3 separate regions of the Gossypium arboreum genome follow, and regions 1 and 3 are each linked to region 2. Evidence: chromatin contacts called from public Hi-C data. All regions are on one chromosome and are shown on one strand. The core of a region is the stretch at or near the end of the contact, and the rest is flanking DNA. Distances in the headings are between cores, read along the strand shown. Region 1 holds the start of LOC108463143 (ubiquitin-conjugating enzyme E2 variant 1A-like). Region 2 holds the start of LOC108450292 (plasmodesmata-located protein 6-like). Region 3 has its middle 61 kb from the start of LOC108466493.

Region 1 (3,482 bases), core at 434-2,933, 920 kb after region 2:
CATCTTTTACTTGTTTGAAGTTGAAGCCTAATGCAAAAGGATTGGCTAGTTTAATTGGGATTATTATATGCATTTATTTTCATACACTGTATACTCGACCACACAAACTAGCATCCTGATTTGCACTTATTTCATTTGTTCATTCATTGCATGCTTGACCAGAATTTCATCAATCAATTAGAATGCAGATACAACTAGTCCTGAAATATACAGTCGCATTTCATCATCACAAACCAAAGATTAGGAAATCACAGGTTTCAAGGACAGAAAAATTGTATAAAAAACATTCTGATCCGCTTTGTGTCTCTTGTCTTGATTATCCATCACATGCTCGCCAAGATGAGTTCTCGAAGCCTCAACGTCAGCAGTCATGATTTGGACAACCATTGACTCGAGGATATTATGATGGATTCTACAGGTCGTTGTCTTCTTTCAGCTTAAACAAATCATTGCCATTCCATTACAAGCTTGCTAGCACTCCATTTACAGTTGCATATGCGTCCCATGTCACAAGTGCTATTAATTAATCTCAACAGATTCCTTCAGAAGTGGATCAATGGTCTTGACATGTGAAATGAGTTAAGAAAAAGTAACGTCAGAGCTAGCACAGCCCATGCATCATAGTCAAACGGCCATTTTAGCATTATTTAGAGTTGTCATAGGCTACAAGCCCTAGGCATGGAAAAAATTAGAAGAGATGGATACCATTTTAAAGGTTATTTCTTCTTCTTTCTGAATGTAGCCAGTCAGCATTAATATTCTTTACTTGAAAAGGTACATTAAACAAATGTTGCCAGATGTAATTAGTAATAATATAATGCAATGGCTCCGTTACACTTATAAGTATAAATAATTAAACTCAAAAGAGTACCTCAGAACAGAAAGTGAAGAAAAACAGATTAAAAATAACAGAACTACCTTAATGCAAATTCGAATAAGGGCTTTATCCATTACCGGTCCAATACCAAGGAAAAGGACAAGAACTCAAAGAAATAGAAAAACTGGCTTCATTCATTTATTCCTACAATAACAGATTAACCAAATACAAGGCTACAAATTCATAACCATAAATATCTCTATTATTAAAGCCCAAACTGAAACCGGGAATTAAACCCATTAATATTATAAAAATATTGAAAATCCACTCTCAAGCATATATGAAAACAAGTACTTTAGACTAAACAAAAGAACACCAATATCAAAACTAAACCCTATTTTGTACCAAATCCAAGGGATATCACACCCAAAATACACAAGATGCATATACTTTCGAAGCTCCATCAACAACGGAATGATAACAAAATTTCACGTATAACAAATAAAAATGGGAACTTTGAGTAACAAAAGCGACAAATCTGGGGCTTTGAAAATCGAAAACTTACCAACAACACATGATCCTTCTGAACCCATTTCTTCTTTCAATCGTTTCAATTCAAAGGGAGAAAAAAGAACAAACAGTTATGGTTTCTTTGATTCAAAAGAGAGAATCAAACCCCCACCCAAAAAAAATAGAAAGAAAGATGTAGAAAGAGAAATATTACAAGAGAAAGTTTGGAATCTAAAATCGAAAAAATCAACAACCACTGTTCAAAACTGACGATAAGTGGTCCACTACTGCTGTTTATCGCGGTCAGGCAAGGCAAGGTTGTTAGGAGAAAGCAATTAAATATAAAAAGTAGAAGCCTTTTCTTATTTACAGTGAATAAAAATTATTTAATTATCTGTAACTCTGTTATGTTTTATTTTAAGTGTTCTTTTTAAAATTTTATTTTTATTTTCTGTTTAATAAAAAAATTTTGTTTGATAAATTGCAAAAGTTAAAAGATAAATTTTATTATTAAATTTTATAAGTTCCACACATATTAAAAAATTGTTTGACATTATACTTTATTTTTGTTTTAACGTAAGTAACTGGATTCATTAATTATAAAGGAATTGAAGTTTATAACCCTAGTTTGAAAATAACTAAGCAACAGCAAGATAACAAAAAAATAGCAAATAAACAATAAAATAAACGAAGTGGAAATAAAAGTGGATCGTTGGCTTTGTTAGGACCTTCATCCTCCCCAGATTGCAACCCAGTTGATCAGAGGGGAGCCTCTTCTCACTCTTCCAAAATTTCACCCTTCTGTTTCCTTTTTCCTCTCAAAAGATCTATTGCCATTCCTCGGAGTGGACCCTTTTGGCCATTTCTTGAGTCAGTTAGCCTCGTTGGCCGTCCGATCTTCTCTCCTCCTCCATTTTTCCCACGGCGAACTCCGGCACTTCCCCTACCAGGTAAGCTTGCTCCCTTAATTTTAATCCTCCCATCGCTAAAACATGCGCTTGGTCGTTCCTCTCCCTTGTGTGGGAGAACAAACGGGTTGGAAATCATCTTTTAACGATTTTACATTTTCAATGAAAGCACTTATATATAATAGGCTATATTTTGTTTTCTTTAATTTTTGCAGTTATATTTTGAAATTGTATAAATTTACCATTCAATTATTAGTGTGATTGAATTTTACCACTAAACTTTAAATTTTTTTAAAAAATTTTCATAAACTTTAATTTTTAGTTAAAAATTTAGTACTTAATATAAATTTTGATGACTTGAAAAATTCAACTTTAACTACTAATCAAAAGTTACTTAAAGTTCATACTTTTATGTATTATAGATAGATAAGTCATAAATATTTAATTTAATCAAGTTACATATTCAACTTTAACTACTAATAAATTAAGTCATTTATACTAACATTGTAACACTCTCGACTCGATTTGATTGGTTGGATCCGGATCTTAGGTATTATCACGTTAATACAAATAAAAACTCAATCTACTTTTGCAAATTACGGTCACTTAGGTCTTACTTAATTACAAAATTTCTAATTTGAATAGATAAACATGTACAAGTAAATATAATTACATCACGTGGTAATTAAAATACAACAATATTTAATTTGAAACTCTAATACAATACAGATGCCCCAAATAGGGACTTCTAAGTAATAATTCAGTCTTGGAATACATCGCCAATCTTGCTCTTTATGCACAATAACCTGATATTTCACTTTTAGGGATAGTCCTAACATCGTCCCTCTCAACGTAGACTTACGTCATCTCACTTATAACATAATACATACAGATAAGTTTATAAGAATTTAGTGAGGAAAACATAATTTACATGAGTCATATTTGCACATTGCAATTGATAGTTTAGATAGATGATACCATCGTCCTTAAACTTTCAACTTTGTCTCTGATGAATACTTCCTCAAGTTTTGTTTCCATATTCACATCAGATATCATACCTTACTTTGAAATCACTTCTTCTTATCGAAGTATTCAATACATCATTTACTTCTTTCAATCAAAACAATCATAAATCTTTATCCATTTTCTTTTCAGAGATCAATACAATCAGTAACAACATTACGCTTGCAAACTTATTTCTGAGCCATCAAATCATCACAATTCAAAAGAATGTGTGCACAGACGAT
Region 2 (3,412 bases), core at 278-2,777:
TATTCACAAGTAATAAGTTGAAATATGTTGTAAACATTTGTATTCTTTAAAATTTTGAATATAATGTTTGTAGTTTTATTTATAGGAATTTAGTATTTATAATCTTTAGATTTAAAATTTAGATCTAACTAATACTATTAAATTTTTGATTAATTTTATTTGTGAGACATTTTAAAATTATAAAATACTTGTTTGATAATAATATAATTAAAAAATAATGTAATTAATCAGAATTTAATAAAAATAATAGTTTTAATAGTTGGATTTAATTTTTAAATCTAAAAGAAAAAATAAACTCCTAAAATATATATATAGGGACTAAATTTTAAATTTTTGAATACTATATGAACTAATGAAAATTTTAACCATAAAGTTACTTTTAAGTTTTTGGTAAAAAAATATTTGACATGAAAATTAGAAAAGAAACACATAACCTCTATCTCACACAAGAGAGAAAAACAAAGTTTACAATTTACAATATTTTGAATAATTTTGCAAATCACACAAAATATTAACCACCGCCAACACCACCACCAAAGGGGGCGGGAGATTGGTGATGGAGCTTACTGCTCACCTTTTTGGCCGTGGGAGTGGTCTCCACCTTCTGAGTACCGCGCGTAGCACTTGGCTAAGTACATGTCACCCCATTTGGCAGCCCCACAGTCGGTTTTGAGCCTTCCGATCGCGTCTGATAAGCAATCTTGGCACTCGCTCGGACTCAAATCCCCTACACACTGAGCTACACCTTGTACATCCCCTGAACCGCTTACCCGAAACGGCTTGTAGGTACCATCACTTGCTCCCAAGTAACCCAACACCGCATCACGCCGACCCAATGCTTCCGAGTAAGACGAAATCGACGGCCCACATTTTTTCACCACCACCGTCTTGTCCTCCACCCCCAGGAAAGTCGTGTTATCATATTTAACGAAACACCCTTCGAGTTGCAACACGCCACCCGTAGAGTCAAGGCAAAGAGTGCCGAGTTGACTGACGGCTTTCGCCACACAGCGGCCACAATCACCGCTGTTGAGGTTACCACGGCACTGGAATAGGCCGTAGACAGTGTCCTGATTGCTGGCTCCTGGAAGGGTAAAGTTACTGTAAGAGGTGTACATGGCTGAGTTGACCAGGGAAGTGAGTATGGAGTTGACGTTGGACTCATAAGGTGAGCCAGACGTGTATTTAAGCTGCGAACAGCCACCGAAAACGAAGGAATCGGTGGCTGAATCTGATGGTGTTATAAAGAAACACCATACAGCGAGAAGAAGAAGAAACAGCGACGTTATTTTCGTAGCTAAAGCCATGGGGGTGTGTGAGAAAAAGAAGGGTTTGAAAAAGAATATAGAAAGGGGAGTGAAGGATGGCTTAAAGAAGAGGCTATCAAAGCATTAAAAACTGATGGATGACACTGTTTTGTGTGAGAGAAAAGGAGAGGATTGTTGCTTTGAGGGGAATTTACGTAAGGAGGAAACTAGCTTCGTATTTTCACATGAATTTCCATATATGATTTTTTTCTCATATGTGGTTTTTATAATGATTATTAAATCATGTTTTTACCAACTGCTTTAACTAATCGAAGAATGCGGACACTTTTTTTTTTTTAATTACTAAAGTAGATAAAAGGGTTTTGGTATCGTGTTAAAAAGTTTGCGACAAATCATTTCTAGTATTATTAACATTTTAAGAATGATTTACTATGGATACTTTTTGAGTTGATTAATGAGGGATTTACTATGGATACTTTTTGAGTTGATTAATGAGGAGTAATGTAAAAAAAAAAATGTTAGGAGAAATTATATCGAAATGGGAGAATTTGTTCGACCCATTGTACCTTTCGGACATTAGGGGTTCAAGACAATTTTTTTTTCTTTTTCCTTTAAAAGTTGTAGAAAATATTATTGATTTATTATTATATTTAGTGTTTCCATAATTGGTTGTTTAAATAAAAATTTAATAAAATGAATCATTTAACTAATGATATATAATCCAGAGTTGAATTAAATATATTTTTTATTTCAGTAGTGTTAAATTGAAGATTTGACCAATTAAATCCAAAACAATAATTTGACTGCATTAAGCATAACAATAATAAGTGATAAATTATTGCAACTGAAAATTTTCGATACCCATGTAAATTAAAATTTGAAAAACGTGACAAGTCATCATATAGTAATAATATTACTAAGAATTAATTGCATGAATGAATATTTTTGGTATTTAATTAGTTGGAAAATGACATTAGTGAGAGATGAGGAGCGGTGGGGATTGAGAAAAGAAGTAATATAGTATAGGGTTTTGAGTGATGGTGAGGTTAAAAGTCAGATGTGGTTGTGGTTGAGGGACCGGTAACGGTTGGCCCGTATTACATCAAAGATGGTCCGGGGCTCCTACATTATAATTCATCCATCAAAATCAATTCCATCTTTCATTTACAAAAATCATTTGGTTCGGTGTGCTATCAGTTTAGTTTAGTGAGATTGGAAATATATTTATTCAGTATAGTTTTTATATACGTATCACATGAGGCCTTTAATATGGGGTTAGTGCGCGGAGCAAGATTTTGGATGGTTAGAGGGAGGAGATTGCAATAGAAAGTGATAGGTACAAGTATTAATATTATTATTTTAGTTGATTTAATGATCAAAGATACGAAAAGGGATTTTTCTAGCTACTTCTAGAAATCAAGTATCGTAGGAGAAAAAAATTTGCAATTTGTAGAAAGTTTTAATTAGAAGATGAGGTGTGGGGTGAGATGGGTACCTAAGTTTGTACGGCTAAAAAAATATTTATAGTAAATAAAAATATATTTATCCAAAGGATTTTCTTTTTATTGGTAAAATAACGAGGCTTAAACAGCCTTAGCTATTACAATCATAATCATAATCATTTTTCATTTAGCTATGCCATAAAATCTGCAAGCACTGTTTCCCAACTGCTTCCAACAAGGTTTCTTAATTCCGGGCACCACCGTAGCCTCTTTCCTCATCTGTATTAATAATAGACTTTCAATCATGAGATTCCGGAACCCTATCTGAATATCTCAAATTTCGTATTATAAATTATCTTAAATGTAACCATCTACGAACATATTTTTTATATTAAAATATCTTATTATTTATGAATTTACTTTTTACCTAGTATGTAGGATGTTAAAAAAATCTCACAACCATTGGATTTCAACCTGTCCCGTCCCTATAGAGATTTTTTTTTTTCAAATGCTTTCAGGTCGGATTAGTTAGTTTTTTCATTAAAATTACAATTTAGGTAAAGCCCATCTTCCCCTGTCTTGTCCCAATATATTTACAAGGATACCCCACTTTTATTTTCACTTGTGTGTATCCCTTCCTTTGCACAGGGAATTTAACCATAGCTTAAAATCTTTTTAAAGATTTATTTTAAATACTAAACT
Region 3 (3,477 bases), core at 36-2,535, 610 kb after region 2:
AAATTTGAGACCCTCAACCTTAAACATGATATTAAAGTCTAAACTTAAGACGTTAAATCCTAAAATCGAGAGTTATTAGTATTTATTTATAATTATTATAAATAAAATAGTCAATTATGTTTTAAATAAAATTATTATTTATTTTAAATTCTCTATTATTTTTATTTTAGTCAATAATAAGATGTTATATTATTATTCATTAATGATGCATGAATCAACAAATATTATTTCTCTAACAAAATATCCAATTCTTTCCTATAATCCACATTTGTGAATGATCACTATTTATTTCAGATTTATATAATTAAAAGGAAATGTTTGGGAGAAAGTGATGTAACTTTTTAATATATACTAGTACTACATTTTAAAAGGAAATTTCTTTCCAGTAATTCACTATTTTCTTCTCAACCTTTTACTCTGGAATTACATAAAATTTAAGTTGATTTCTGTAGTTTTAACAAAGTTTAATTATGTTCTCATGAAAATGACCATAACATGTCAATACCAAGAAGCTTCCTTTTCCCGTATTTTCTTATATTTCATTAAAAAAACTTATAGTTGCTTCAAAATGCCAGTATTATTTTCTAAGTCTTTCGTTCATTGTCATGAAAGGTCAATGTTTTTCTTAGAATTAATGATAGACCTCTCGGGTTTTTCATTGCGTAGAAATTGATCAAGCGAGGAAGTCATTAATGATGCATGCAGCACCCACAAATCAAGTAACGTCAACCTCCTTATAGGATTTAAGCTATCAACAGAATAGATATCTATATCTATGTAAATGATTTTAGCTTGTTTTGATTTAAATGGAACAATAATTAAAACTTTCATCAGATAATTTATTTGGGGTGAGTTCAACACGTGTTATCTTATCTCTACTCCTAATAAAAAAATAATTTTAGACTAATTCAATTAAAACTTCCTCAAAATTCCTTTTTTCATTTCCTTAAAAATTTATGACTTAAACATGGTAACATAGTCATGCAATTTCTTGTTTTTATTGCAATTTCGATATGGACCGGACATTTAAGTCAGAATTTGGCAATGAGGAGTATGGTTGGTCAAGGATTGTGGAGGAGCAAGAATGGGAAGTTCCATCAAAGCAAAATAATGGAGGGCAGGAAAGGGAAACGATGGAGAGATGAAGGAAAGGGAAGGTCACATTCAATAATTAAATCAAATGTCCATATATGTACATTTATCAAAGCGATGAATGATTTGTCATTGCTTTTATTAGGTGCCCACAGCACTTTTAGGTCTATGGTTTAACCTCCGACCAAACTGTTGTCATTTTGCTATATTAGATAAGATTTAAGAGCAGTTGCATCACCCCCCCCCCCCCAATTGCCCTTTCTATAATACCCTTTGATTTTGGGTTAGATCATGCAATGTCTCTCGACTTTGGAGCTGGCAATTAATAATACTAAACCATAATATACCCTTTGTTTTATAAATACATAACTGCATTTGTGCCACGGTTATATTGTCCCTTGCCTCACTTCATTGTTGTTGCCAATCATGCATGGATCTCTTTTGGAACCAAATTATTAGGTTTGATGAGAAGAGGATAAGTTATCAATTATGATTGAAGTCTCTGTCTCTCATTTCTTAAGCTGCAATTTTTATGCTTTTTTTCTTCACTTCGAAATGAAAATTTCAGAGACAACTTTCCAAAATGTTTTAACTGTCATTATTGCATTTTTTTAAAAAAATGAACTTTGGTCAATACAATATTTGTGGCCATACAATTGGGTGCGTAGCTAGTGGCTGATAGGGGACGACCCTCCTAAAACAGAAAAATTTTAATTTAAATCTTTTAAATTTTTTAAAATTTTAAATTAGTAAAGATAAAATTGTACTTTTAGCCTTTTTAAAAAAGATAAAAATTTGATTTATTATTTTTAAAAATTATAAAGATATAGCTTATTAAAATGGTGAAATTATATTTTTACTATCGTAAAAATTATAACCTAATTTCGACCCTCCTAAAAAAATTTTGACTTCGGCCCTACATACGATCCAACTAGTGAGGTATGGGTCGTGCTGTGAGTAGATATGTTAGAATTATTATTTTTAGATATTCACATGTCATAACATACAATTGAATGTAATCTACAGATATGAGTACTAATTAGTTTGTGTTATGATGTGGGTTCAAATATATGAAAACACATTAAGATGGTAAAATTTTAAGAAAGTTGTGAACACCAAAGAGAATAATTCCAACTTATGTATTCACGACATGGCTCATGCCCCGTGAGCTAAATTAGGTCATGGCAATCAAGGGTGAAGCCAGAAATATTGATGGGGGAGGATGGGTATTTAAATAAAACAAACATGTTCAAAGTATGCCCAACCCCTTTTAATAAACTATTTTTAATTTCGAGATGACGGGCTAGACCTAATTTCAACAATGTATTTTTAAAATTGGTATAATCATAATCTCCAAAATTTAGAAAAAACAAAATAAGTTTATTGCTCAATTAGATATTGTAATTATTTAAGTTTATTTTTTATTTAGTTACTATTTATATACTATTCATACTTAGATATTGAAATTATTTAATTTTATTTTTACCAAATTAATATTTAAATACTATTTTGTATTAATTTATCAATTTAAACTAAAAATGTTTCTAAATTTATCATAAAAATTATAAATTCTATAAACGAAATAAAATTGAAAAAAATCTTTAGAAAACAAAACTTTATCCTAATCTTAAGCACTAATTATAAGATAAAAATAAAAGTTTTACAAACTTAAAGGACTTAAATGAAAATTAACAAAATTGAAGGGACGGAGTCACTGCTAATTAGAAATTGTAATTAGAGTATGTACTTATTTTTGACATAATATTAAGGGTAGAAGATGAGGACAATACAATTTAAATATATACCAAAGGAATATCGGACAAGAGTTTTAATCATCACTTCATTTAAGTCAAGACTATGACATTCTTTATTCATCTATTTATATAATATAATAACATATAAATATAATATAATATAATATAATTATCAGTATTAGTATTAGTATAATCATATTCTAATTGCTTTAAATTATGTTGCTCAAATGGTTGTTGATTTTTTTTTCAAATCTTAGAATCAAAATCAGACAAGATGTGCATGTGAGGAAAAATGTTGGAATTTGATCAGCAATTCAAAGACAAAAATACATAGAATATTGACAAGACTTATCCATTCTTTCACTTATATTATAGGGCCATAAATTTATTTTCCAGTCATAATGACCATTTTGTCACAACAAACGCCATAATAAACAAAGTTCTAATGAGATTGGAATTGCAGCGCTTCACCTTTATTTTTTAAATATCTTTCAACGGCAGTTAACGAAAATTAAGATTGTTAACCAAAGAACTCAAAGAAAGTTATCAATTTTGTCCAATTAAAATGAAAATAAACTCTAACTATTTATTATAATATAAATTTAAAATTTAAATTACAATAATTTTAGAT

What was found. A called contact is a pair of places that touch in the nucleus more often than the background predicts.
Region 1: a contact with region 2 is called in a Hi-C map of leaf, with 3 times the contacts expected there. The contact joins the promoter of LOC108463143 here to the promoter of LOC108450292 in region 2. A contact is called at or near these places in 2 of 5 Hi-C or Micro-C datasets (both in leaf).
Region 3: a Hi-C map of leaf shows a contact between it and region 2, with 4 times the contacts expected there. The contact joins the enhancer-like site here to the promoter of LOC108450292 in region 2. A contact is called at or near these places in 2 of 5 Hi-C or Micro-C datasets (both in leaf).

What each region holds. Positions count from the first base shown.
Region 1 is chr2:82,777,283-82,780,764 of ASM2569848v2, forward strand. LOC108463143 (ubiquitin-conjugating enzyme E2 variant 1A-like) reads right to left here and starts at 1,684. Exons shown (of 5, transcript XM_017763092.2): 1 at 1,383-1,684. The coding sequence starts at 1,410.
Region 2 is chr2:81,862,361-81,865,772 of ASM2569848v2, forward strand. LOC108450292 (plasmodesmata-located protein 6-like) reads right to left here and starts at 1,528. Exons shown (of 4, transcript XM_017747851.2): 1 at 575-1,528. The coding sequence starts at 1,307.
Region 3 is chr2:82,468,271-82,471,747 of ASM2569848v2, forward strand. No RefSeq gene overlaps it. Among protein-coding and RNA genes, the nearest start is that of LOC108466493, 61 kb to the right of the region's middle. Within about 2 kb of position 1,286, at least 1 of the 2 cell types and tissues checked has an H3K27ac peak or open chromatin away from gene starts, as enhancers often do. A contact at or near this core is called in leaf, where this site is marked.